Regions from separate parts of the Mus musculus genome. Here all the other regions are linked to region 4. A link is a contact called in public ChIA-PET and HiChIP or PLAC-seq data. All regions are on one chromosome and are shown on one strand. Each heading gives the region's core, a stretch centred on a gene start, on an enhancer-like site or on the middle of the called end of the contact. The rest is flanking DNA. Distances are from core to core; before and after follow the strand shown. Region 1 overlaps Car12 (carbonic anhydrase 12). Region 2 has its middle 19 kb from the start of Gm39364. Region 3 overlaps Herc1 (HECT and RLD domain containing E3 ubiquitin protein ligase family member 1). Region 4 holds the start of Fbxl22 (F-box and leucine-rich repeat protein 22).

Region 1 (2,700 bases), core at 29-2,528, 230 kb before region 4:
TTATGTGGCCTTTGCTGTTTTCCATTTCACTTTATTTTATGTGTATGGATGTTTTGCCAACAAGCCTATCTTCCTGTGTACCATGTGCGCGCCTGGTTACAGTGGAAATCAGAAGAGGATGCTGGTTGGAGCTACAGATGGTTGTGAACTGCCAGGTGAGGGCTGGGAAGTGAACCAGGGTCGTTTTGAGGGTGGTGGGCAGAATCTTACCATCTAGCTTAAGCTGGCCATGGGTTTGAAACTGTCCTGCCTCGGCCTCTTGAGAGCTAGGATTACAGAATACAGTACCATGCCTGGCTTTCATGTTATTTCTTCTAAGTGACCTTGTGATAAGGCTTCCTCAGGGGCTCTGGCTTCACTAGCTTTCCATATAAAGGATGGCCTACCACACAACTCACACCATCTTGGAATGGTTTGGAGAACAGAGTAGATGTCTATTTGTCTAAATTAACCAAGATCCTTATTGCTTGACGTTTGACCCTATGGTCTGCGTCTGCTTTTAATGTATTCGGACAAAATAAAAAATAGGTAAAAATTAATCCAGGACTGGGAGTTCCCTGGTAAGGGGCTTCAGAAAGACTCTTCTGTAATCCCCAGCCCTTAACCACTACTTCAAAGAGATTCCATACACAGAATCTGACAGTTAGGACCACCCTGATGCTTTGTCTTGAGTATTAGCAACCATGACCATCAGCCTTGGTCTGATGATTAGCTTAAGAGCAGAGAATGTAACAATTAGTAATATATATAGGCCAATGGGGGCTACATAGTAAGATTATGTCTCAAACGTGGGCGTGGGTGTGTGTGTGTGAGAGAGAGAGAGAGACAGAGACAGAGACAGAGACAGAGACAGAGACAGAGAGAGCATGCATGCGACTGTGGTGTCTGGGGAGGCCAGAAGAAGGCATCAGACCCCCTGGAGTTAGAGCTACAGGCAGCTATGAGCTCCCCACATGGATTCTGGGAATCAAGCTCGGGTTGTCTGTAAGAGCAGTACGCTCTCTTAATTGCTGAGCCGTCTCTCCGGCACCCTGGAAATATTTTTAAATGCACAAACTCTCCAAGCCGACATCGTAGCTGCCACTTTGTTCTCCTAGGGAGAAGCAGAAGCCTCAACATTGCAATTAACTTGCAAGAAATTGCAGTTCTTGAGCTCCAAGGAAGGAAGGGTCTACTCCGAAATGTGTGCGCCTCCAGTCACACCATTCCACCGGGGCAGAATCACAGCCCCTCCACACTCGTAAGAGACCTATAATTAGCTTGAGACGTTAAGCAGTTCAGCAGTTGGGAACGGAGGAGAGAATAGTTGTATCATTACTTACCACGGGATCTGCCGGCTGAGCAGCAGCGTTCATCTCCTCCTATTTATTTCCCTGTATGCGCTCAGAGCCACATCCCCAACTCACACCTCGGGGTGGAAGAACTCAGGACCCCTCACCATCCCACCCCATCACCTGCCTGTGGTACAGCAAGAACATTCTGCCTCTCTTCTCATTCTCTTTCAGCATTTTAGGTTAGAATCTCAAGGCGGCATGACACAGTGCTGCACCCACATCCCAAACCATTTTCAGAGAATCTCTAATCATCACAATGCCCTCCACCTCTTAATCTATGGGAAACTGCAAGAGTGGGTCTGGGTCCGTGTCCTTGTGTTCCTAAGTCCAGTGATGTGGGAAAGGCATTTGTAAGCAAGCGTGATGTGTGAAGACTGAGAAGCAAAGAGAAGCAGATACGATTAAGCAATGAGCTGCAGCAGCCAGGCAAGCTGTGAGGTCTTCATCTGCACAAGGGAAGGGGATGTCTAGATGCACCCCACCATGTCATCTGCAAGGCCAGCCTTCCCAACAGCATCATACAGTAAAAGAAACAGGCAAACTCAGCGTGGTCCAGCAGAGGAGCGGACAAGGACCTGGATAAGGGCAGGGGAGTGAGACCGTCCTGTTCTGTAGACAGAAGAGTGGAGACAAAGACTATGAAGGCTACTCTATCCCAGTGGCTGTGGAAGGGGGACCCAGTGCCAGGTCCTCTCTACCATACTGGCCATTCACTCACCTCGGCAGCAAAGTGCTTCCCACTCACGGTGTGTTCAGAGCCATGGGGGTCATTGCGGTTCCCCCAGTGCAAGTGCAGCTGCTCTGCTCTGTAGTGGTGAGGCTGGAGACCCTGGATGTACATGTCTGAGTTCAGATTCAGTCTCACTGTGAGGAACGGAGAAACAACCTTCAGGGCCCTGGCCAGATGAACCCTGCTAGAAAGCAGGCCTGCAGGCAGCCACTGCACAGGCACAGGTGGCTGCAGGACCACGGAGCAGACCTGAGCAATGATGCTTGCAGATGTGGCACCTGCCCTCTTTCCCTAGTGTAACTGTAGTGGCACCAACACCTTCATGGGTCTCCCTGCAAAGCACCAACTCTAAGCCAATGATGGATGTTTCTTTACTAATCAGTATATCGGGCTCCTGTCTGATACTAGAACCTTCAGTGAAGAACTTTTCCAATTGGAGAATTGCAATAATTGCTATTTAAGAAGCACTACTATACAAGAGACTCTGATATACCCAATCTGTAGTATATCAATAGGTCCCTCTTCCAAATGACAACTCAAGGTAGTTAAAATTCTTACCCAGTCTGATGACTCATTAGTATCTGTGATGACTAATCTTGATTGTCAATTTAATTACATCTGGAATCAACTAAAATG
Region 2 (2,700 bases), core at 96-2,595, 230 kb after region 4:
CATTGTAAATCTTTTCAAGGATGCAGAACCTGGGTTAGAAAGATGGCTCAGTGGTTAACAGAGCTGACTGTTTTTCCAGAGGACAAGGGTTCAATCCTTGTAGCTCTCACTACTGTCTGTAAGTCCAGGTGGTCTGATGCCCTCTTCTGGCTTCTGTGGAAACTGCATGCACATGGTGCACACTTATGTGCAGACAAAACAGCAATACACATTGGGGGGTTGAGGTGGGGGGAGATGCAGATGTGTTAGTTTGATTTCTGTTGTTTTTTTTTTTTCACTTTTTAAAAATGAGAACAGTGGGTTTTTTTTTTTAAGGTGTATTTATTTTATTTCTATGGGTACACTGTGGCTGTCTTCAGACACCAAAAGAAGGCACCAAATCCCATTACAGATGGCTATAAGCCACCATGTGGTTGCTGGAAATTGAACTCAGGACCTTTGGAAGAGTAGTCAGTGCTCTTAACTGCTGAGCCATCTCTCCAGTCACCTGTTTGCTTTTGTTTTAAAACAGTAATATAGCTCAGGCTAGCCTAAATTCACAACTCACTATGCAGCAAAAGATAACCTTGAATTCCTGGTCCTCTTGTTTCTGGCTCCAGAGTGCTAGGATTGCAGGCATGCACCAGCGTGTATGGTTTATGCAGTGCTGGGGCCTACGAAAGACCTCAGACTACCAACTTTCCACTGCTGTGACAGAAGGCCTATGATAATCAACAGAAAAAGAAGAAAGGATTATTTGGGCTCACAGTCTGGGAGGTTTAGGTCCATGGCTGCTTGCCTCTGCTGCCTTGGGGGTCTGTGGTGAGACATCATGACAGAAGCTGCTCATATATGACATCTAGAAAGCAAAAAGACAGAAATATTTGGGCATGGTATACACCTGGGTTCCCAGCTCAGGGGAGGCTGAGGCAGGAGGGTTGCAAGTTCAAGGCCAGCCTGGGCTACATAGTGAGCCCTTGTCTCTGAATGCAAACAAAACAAATGCCAACCCCCCTGGAAGCCTTAGTTTCCTAAGCTTTCTCAAGATGGCTGTGAGAACAGAAGGCAATAAAGACCTGGTGTGAGGCAGATGCTTCTAGAATGCAAACCACAGGGTGGGGGCGGGGGGAGTGGAGAGGCACAGGCAGACCGGCAAGAAGGCAGCAGCTGCTGCTGCTCTCTAGCAAGGCTCCTTTGCATTTGGCCGTAGGCAGCTGAAGGGGCCAGACAGGCGGAAAGCGAAGGTGCTTTGCAGCTGGGCAGTGAGGTTTCTTAACCAACCGAGCTTCACAGAATGTTCAGGATGTGGGCCGGCCCCCAGCATGCACTGGGGAAAACCAAAGGACGAGAAACAAGAGGCATGTCACGTCAAGGGCCTTGCTCATCACATATCACATGTCACCAGAGTGGTTGGCAGAGGCAGCAAACAACACCATGGGAACTCCATCTCCTTCTTCCATTTGCTCCATCCAGCCTACTCACTGATGAATTTATGTTTTACGCTAGTCCATAAAGCACAGTTGTTAGGACAGAAGCCACTTTCTGAGTGCAGTACACTAAGTGCCGCCATGCTTTAGCTAATCCAACCGAATAGTCATAGGAGCCCTGCGGGGAAGATATTGGCATGCCCCCGTTTTACAAATGGGAAAGCTGAGGCCCAATACCTTGGTAAATAAATAAATAAATAATCACCCAGCTAAGAAGATGTCAGAAATGTCATTCAAACTCTGAGACCTAACCTGACTCTCAGGCCAGGGTTTTCAGATCAGTACCGTGGACCTAGGCTAGAAGACATTTTCATATTTTCTTTTTTCTTTTTTTTTTCCCCCTTGAAACCGGTCTATGTAGCCCTTGCCAGAACATACTATCTAGACCAGGCTGATCTTGAACTCACAGAGATCCACCTGCCTCTGCCTCCTAAGTACTGACATTAAAGACACATGCCAGCACATCCTGCTGGGAGACACTTTCTAGGGAAAAGAGGTAAGTACCTACAGGCTTTGGAGGAGCAGGAAAGCCCACCTCCTGGGCCAGTGTCCAGTGAGGAGGGGGTAAGAGACATTGCCTACCATCACCCAGCAGTGGGCATGGAGAGAGGCACTACACCCCTCCATCAGTGCCCTTCTCTCAGTAGAGACCTCAGCTGCCTCCTAGCAGTTTGGGGGAAAACCAATTGTGCCCTAGGCTCTAAGGCACTAAGCCTTAGGTATAGACAATCACAATTTATCCTGGTCCCCCCACCCCCCTCGATCTAGGGATGTGCATGCAGACCAAGAAAGGCTTTGCTGTGGTTTCAGAATGTCTGTGCTCACTTCCTGTAAAGACATATGCAAATTACTTTTCTCATTGCTGAGACCTAACACCTGGTCAGAAGCAACTTAAAGCTAGGAGGCATGGTGGCTCACACCTCTGTGAGTCTGGGAGCAGCTTGGTCTATATTGTGAATTAATTCCAGACCTGCCTGCCAGGGCTACCTAGTGAGACCCTGTCTCAAAAGAAAAAAAAGAAAAAGGAAGGAGAAGAAATAGAAGAAGGTCTATTTTGACTTACAGTTGGGATACAGTGCATCGTGGCAAAGGCATACAAGCAGGAGTGTGAAGTGGCTGGCCACACTGTGTCTGCTGTGTGGAAGCAGAGGCAGACAGATGCTGGGGTTCAACTAGATCTCTGTTTGTTATGTAGTCCAGAACCCTAGCCCCATGAATAGCATCCACAGCTGCA
Region 3 (2,700 bases), core at 154-2,653, 130 kb after region 4:
TAACCAATACATTTAGTCTAGTTTTACATATTCTCTGAAATTACTGTCTTAACTTCTAATACTCTAAGCTACTCACATCTAGCTTTAAATACAGATAGCTAAAATATTAATTAGCACAGAGTAAATAGCTAAGGTGGGAAGGACATACATAATCAAGCCACTTTATTAAATAAAATGTTTTCACATACAAAGTTCATAAAGACAAAGTAGGAAGAAAACATCACTAATAATCTTGTTACCTTTACATAATAAATGTTACCTCTTTTCATATGCACATTCTTTAATAGTAATTAAGAACTGACAAATGTCAAAACAATAACGCAAAATTTTATGCCTACTCTTGATGCTTACATAGACAATATTCCATGTAATGTTAAATCACAATTAACTACTTTTTTCTAATAAATATTTAAATCACTTATCTTTGTTATATAGCTCATTTACTGACCAGGCATGGTGGTGTATCTCTTTAATCCCAGCACTTGGGAGTCAGAAGTAGGTGAGTTCCAGGACAGCCAGGGCTACACATTGAGGTCTTGTCTCAAAATTATATAATATGTTACTATATTTTATCCCAAAGCATAGGAACCAAGGTGACACTCTGACTCCTTGAACTAAGGAAGGGATCTATATCAGAGTATTAGTCTCACTGCAAACACACTAACACTTAATATTAAGGTTCAAAGTATTTTACAAGTTGATGTTACAGGAAAGAGGAATGCCATTTTAACTTCACATATTCTATCAAGTAGAGCTAAAATTAATCCTTGTTATTGACTTTCCATATTTTCTGATATCAACTAAGTTTTACACAACTGCTTTTTATTAACACACAAAACCTCAATACAATCAACATATTAAAACTATGACTGGGGGCTGGAGAGATGGTCAGCGGTTAAGAGCACTGGCTGCTCTCCCAGAGGTTCTGTGTTCAATTCCCAGCAAACACATGCTGGCTCACAACCATCTATAATGAGATCCAATGCCCTCTTCTGGTGTGTCTGAAGAGAGCAAAGGTGTACTCATACATTCAATAAATGAATAAATAAATAAATATTTAAGAAGAAAAAAAAACTATGACTGTAATTATTGTCAATTTGTGGTTTAAAGGTTTTTTTTTAACATAAGTAAAACAGAAAAATCTTAAAGAGGTAATGTTTTGTCAGCATATTAAACAGGAAGAGACAGAAGAATTTTACTCAGAACCTTTAACTATAATGCAAAGTAATAGAGTAAGTATGTCTGACAAGGTTTTCCTAGTGAACATCAGGACACAGAACTACCTGTCAATGAATCTGGAACTTCACTGATGACGAAAGGAGGATGGTGGTGTAGCAAGACAGTGAAATTTATCATTCATAGACCTAGTATTGTAACAAGGTCCTTCCTCTTTTCTCAAAAAAGAAAAAAAAAAGAAAAAAGAGGAAAAAGAAAACAATACTAATGAGATTTAAAAGCACAGTTTTACAGTAAACGTAAAGCTGGAAGGTGGTTGCTAAGCAGGATTCTGTAAAACTCAGATGGCAGAACCAGAGCACCACGGTTCTCAACTCTCCAACTCTGAGACTCGAGCTCCATTTAACATTCATAACAAACTACGTACATGTAGCTCCAAGAACCACAAAGTAGGTGATCGCAGTGCACCACCAAATACACACAGCATTACCATTACAGAATCACTGCCATTTATTGAAATGGTTTTCCTTCTCCAATTATGAGGACATTTGTTTTATTTCTTTAGATATTTTTTTTGAGATTTTGTTTATTTATGTTCGATTCCAGTACAGCAGAAAGCAATGAAGGCCTGGCAGACAGCTGAACAATAGAATCCTACAACAGCCAGTTGGGTACTCATTAAAAGAATAGGTCAATCTAAGAAAACTAGTCACACCTTGGAGAAGTTCTGCCCTTTCCCACAACAAACAAGGCCAAGGGCTCCAGGACAATAAATACATTTTAAATGTCATGGGTTATCTAGCTCCTGTAATTAAAAAAAAAAAAAAAAACGAACCAGTCAGGATTCCCTCCCAGGAAGGAGCCCAATGCAAAGGACAAACTACTAGAGTAGATTCAAAAGTACAGGGATAGGAACAGTGGAGAGAAGAGATGGAGAAGGAGAAGATAAAAGTGAGAAGAAAAGCCTGGGGAAATGATTTTTTCAAATATCATACAAGAATAGTAGAAAAGAAATCGAAAGAAAGAAAAAAGAATCACACAACATGCTACCTTGAAACCCAATCCATTCTGAAGTTTCAGAAAAACTAATTTCACAGAAAAGTTAATAACAGAGTTCTGATGAACTTGAATACTTGGTCATAATGATGCCTGACTAATTCCAAGACTCAAGGCACAGAGCATGAGGTTAAAGTCAGCCTGAGTGATAGACCATGAAAGAAAAAGAAAAAAGAAAAGAAACACAAGGTGAGAAGAGTGGGAGAAGAAGGAAAGGAGAGAACATAGAGAAGAGGAGGAGGGAAGACAGGAAGAAATGGGGGTGAGGGGGGTGTCTTAGAGTTTTACTGCTGTGACCAGACACTATGACCAAGACAAGTCTTATAAAAAACAACATTTATTTGGGGCTAGCTTACAGGTTCAGAGGTTCAGTCCATTATTATCAAGGTGGGACATGGCAGCATCCAGGCTGTCATGGTGCAGGCAGAGCTGAGAGTTCTATGTCTTCATCCAAAGGCTGCTAGTGGA
Region 4 (2,700 bases), core at 162-2,661:
GGAAAGAGGAGGCACATGTGTGTGTGACTGTCACCACTGGGCAGTAGCCCTCAAGGGAGTGGTGGCCATGCCAAGATCATTGGCCATTAAGACTTAGTAGTCTGTATGATGCCAAGATGTCATTGTGCACGTTACCATTCATTCTGGCTGCAGACGAATCACATCCTAGTCCCGCCTCACCAGCTGGGCTCTTCTGTGGATTGTTTCCAGGCAGAGCAAGCCGGGCAGTGGTGGCGCTCGCCTTTAGTTCCAGCACTCAGGAGGCAGAGGCAGGCGGATTTCTGAGTTCGAGGCCAGCCTGGTCTACAAAGTGAGTTCCAGGACAGCCAGGGATATACAGAGAAACCCTGTCTCAAAAAGCCAAAAAAAAAAAAAAAAAAAAAAAAGAGGAGGAGGAGAGGAAGGAAGAAGAAATGGCAGAGCAACAGCCATCAGGGGCCAGTCTTGTAGCCTACATGGGCAGGAGGAAAGGGGAGTAGTCATTAAGGGGTTCTGTGGAGTTCTTTCAGGGGAAGCTGTAGTAGTCTTAGGTTTCCACCAAGTTGTATGCACTTAGAGCAGCTTCATACTTCCAGATCTGCAGCACAGCTTCCTAAAAAGCAGGGCAGCTGGGGGCTGTGTGCAAGCATTGAAACCCATCAGACTTGCAGTTCACTTCCAGTTATTTACACTTCAATTAAGTGTTCAAAAATAGAAACTGCCCACCCTCACATATTGGGGAATGCTATCTAGGACAGATAATGAAACTCTGCAAATCACCCACGAAAAAGAACACATGCACCAGTCTGTCTGTCTCACACACACGTGCTAGCTTTTAAAATAACATTTCAGATGAATCTTATGACAGTTTAGGGTAAAAATGGAGCCATTTGGGCCTTGCCATTGGGGTTTAAAGATAGCTCATCTTTGCAAGGTAGCCATTAGTGTCCTGAGCTAAAGTACCAAGCATGATCCTCAGATTCCACTCACAGTTTGGGGCATGGTAAAAATGACCTCTTCCTAGCAAGGGTGAGCAGAGGAGCCGCACCGACACACTCTGATACCTAACAGCTAATACTCACTGTCCTGCTAGGAGAAAGGCTGCAAGCCCAGGAAGGGCTGTTGTCGCTAATTACCTCCAATGAAAACACCTTAGTAAAAGCCAAGAGCCCTGTGCTCAACACTTATCAGCTCAGAGGAAAAGAAATCCCTTTTAAGGAAAACTTGTAACTTCAATGGGCTGCTCTTCTGCCAGGACTTTCAGGCCCTCTGAACATAAGCCGAACCACAGATGGCTTCGAGTAAGTCTGGATCCTGACACCCGCCCTCCCCACCCCGAGCTTCAGCACCAGTTGTTGGCCAAAAATAAACACCATTCCTCAACCATATATGTCCACCAGTCCTGATCTGGGGAGGAAGCAGGAGGCAGGTCAGACCCTTTCTGGGCATTCACGTGCGGCCACCACTCACCATGCACATAACCCAGCTCAATCGGGAGTGTCTGCTGTGTCTCTTCTCCTTCCTGGACAAGGACAGCCGGAGGAGCCTCTCCAGGACTTGCTCCCAGCTCCGAGATGTGTTTGAGGACCCCACCCTCTGGCCCCTGCTGCACTTCCATTCTCTCGCAGAGCTCAAGAAAGACAACTTCCGGCTGAGCCCTGCGCTGCGCAGCCTGTCCATCTGTTGGCATTCCAGCCGTGTGCAGGTGTGCAGCATCGAGGACTGGCTCAAGAGCGCCCTCCAGAGGAGCATCTGCAGCCAGCACGAGAGCCTGGTTAATGATTTCCTCCTGCAGGTGTGCAACAGGTAGGCCACCTTGCCCCTGAGCACTGTGGCTTTGTTGGCCCTGGCTCCAGGGAGGGCTGGGAAGCACACATTCCAAGAGCAATATGGCTCAGATTGAGACCAAGGCAGACAACCAGTGCCCAAAGAGTTGGGTTAAATCGGCTCACTCTCAGCTCCTAAAAATGCTGCTGTGGCAAATGAAGTTGAGTTCAGCTGGGTTCAGCGGCTCCTTGGAGCAGCTGTCTTCACTGGCAGCCATTAAGGCCTGGTTGGGTTCAGCTGAGCCTGGATTTTCAAGGTCAGGCTCCCAAAGGCATCAGTTGGCTCAGGCCTCTAATTTGGCCAAAAATAAACACCATTCCTCAAACAAGAATGCAGTTACCGAGGCCTGAGAACTGCTGCTAAGGAAGGAGAGCTAGGGTGCTCAGGTAAGCTGAAGCAAAGCCTATGCAAAGTAGCAGTGAGCGTCTCCTCTGGGGAACACACTTGTCCTGCACAGCACTCAGGGATGGATTTCAACTGTCAGGGCATAAGGGATACTCTGAGACATAGTGTGCTGTGCCAGTGTAGGACTGCCAGATCTTAGCAAGTAAGATACACACCACCCAGTTATATTTGAATTTGAGATAAACCGTAATAGGGGATGCCCTGAAAAATCCCCTATTTGATCTTTTGATGCCACACATCCCTCCCTCCTCCCCCCAATCCCTTGCACAGGCTGAGCCACAAAATGGGTCAGTCACACCTTCCTGTGCAGGGAAGCTATGGCCAACATGGCTGTGCCAGCTGCTGAGGAGAAAGAGCTCCCTGCTAGCTAAGAAGCATGGGTGGTTGCTAGCTGCTGCCATCTAGGGTTAGTACCACTGTGGGCTGGCCTCACCACAGAAAGTAATTACAGGGGCCTGCCTTTCACTTGTTCTCTTCCCAAGTTGGATT

What was found. ChIA-PET counts read pairs in DNA pulled down with a chosen protein or histone mark. HiChIP or PLAC-seq counts read pairs in DNA pulled down with a chosen protein or histone mark.
Region 1: an H3K27ac HiChIP or PLAC-seq map of SST interneurons shows a contact between it and region 4, with 3 times the contacts expected there. The contact joins the enhancer-like site here to the promoter of Fbxl22 in region 4. A contact is called at or near these places in 9 of 39 promoter capture datasets (the 3T3-L1 cell line, the C10 cell line, the HPC-7 cell line and 6 more), 1 of 15 datasets of contacts at CTCF or cohesin (large pre-B cells), 6 of 115 datasets of contacts at active chromatin or transcription factors (the 230-238 cell line, SST interneurons, bone marrow-derived macrophages and 3 more) and 3 of 9 other capture datasets (adipose tissue, embryonic stem cells and liver).
Region 2: a contact with region 4 is called in an RNA polymerase II ChIA-PET map of memory CD8 T cells, with 400 read pairs. The contact joins the enhancer-like site here to the promoter of Fbxl22 in region 4. A contact is called at or near these places in 16 of 39 promoter capture datasets (3T3-L1-derived adipocytes, the C10 cell line, the HPC-7 cell line and 11 more), 1 of 15 datasets of contacts at CTCF or cohesin (pro-B cells), 13 of 484 Hi-C or Micro-C datasets (B cells, CD8 T cells, the G1E-ER4 cell line and 5 more), 12 of 115 datasets of contacts at active chromatin or transcription factors (the 230-238 cell line, CD8 T cells, the SCID.adh cell line and 7 more) and 1 of 9 other capture datasets (adipose tissue).
Region 3: an H3K4me3 HiChIP or PLAC-seq map of bone marrow-derived macrophages shows a contact between it and region 4, with 2.2 times the contacts expected there. The contact joins the enhancer-like site here to the promoter of Fbxl22 in region 4. A contact is called at or near these places in 8 of 39 promoter capture datasets (embryonic stem cells, fetal liver, frontonasal cranial neural crest and 5 more), 1 of 484 Hi-C or Micro-C datasets (nephron progenitors), 2 of 115 datasets of contacts at active chromatin or transcription factors (bone marrow-derived macrophages and embryonic stem cells) and 1 of 9 other capture datasets (adipose tissue).

The regions. Positions count from the first base shown.
Region 1 is chr9:66,747,074-66,749,773 of GRCm38.p6, reverse strand. Car12 (carbonic anhydrase 12) reads right to left here. Exons shown (of 11, transcript NM_178396.5): 4 at 2,053-2,198. Among named protein-coding and RNA genes, the nearest start is that of Car12, 35 kb to the right of the region's middle. Within about 2 kb of position 1,278, at least 13 of the 459 cell types and tissues checked have an H3K27ac peak or open chromatin away from gene starts, as enhancers often do. A contact at or near this core is called in SST interneurons and forebrain, where this site is marked.
Region 2 is chr9:66,280,231-66,282,930 of GRCm38.p6, reverse strand. No RefSeq gene overlaps it. Among named protein-coding and RNA genes, the nearest start is that of Gm39364, 19 kb to the left of the region's middle. Within about 2 kb of position 1,345, at least 72 of the 459 cell types and tissues checked have an H3K27ac peak or open chromatin away from gene starts, as enhancers often do. A contact at or near this core is called in the 230-238 cell line, B cells, CD8 T cells and 7 more, where this site is marked.
Region 3 is chr9:66,382,259-66,384,958 of GRCm38.p6, reverse strand. The region is part of intron 3 of Herc1 (HECT and RLD domain containing E3 ubiquitin protein ligase family member 1); the gene reads right to left. Among named protein-coding and RNA genes, the nearest start is that of Gm30447, 30 kb to the right of the region's middle. Within about 2 kb of position 1,403, at least 1 of the 459 cell types and tissues checked has an H3K27ac peak or open chromatin away from gene starts, as enhancers often do. A contact at or near this core is called in bone marrow-derived macrophages, where this site is marked.
Region 4 is chr9:66,513,304-66,516,003 of GRCm38.p6, reverse strand. It overlaps Fbxl22 (F-box and leucine-rich repeat protein 22), which reads left to right and starts at 1,411. Exons shown (of 2, transcript NM_175206.4): 1 at 1,411-1,785. The coding sequence starts at 1,451. It overlaps Usp3 (ubiquitin specific peptidase 3), which reads left to right. Exons shown (of 15, transcript NM_144937.4): 15 at 1-1,365.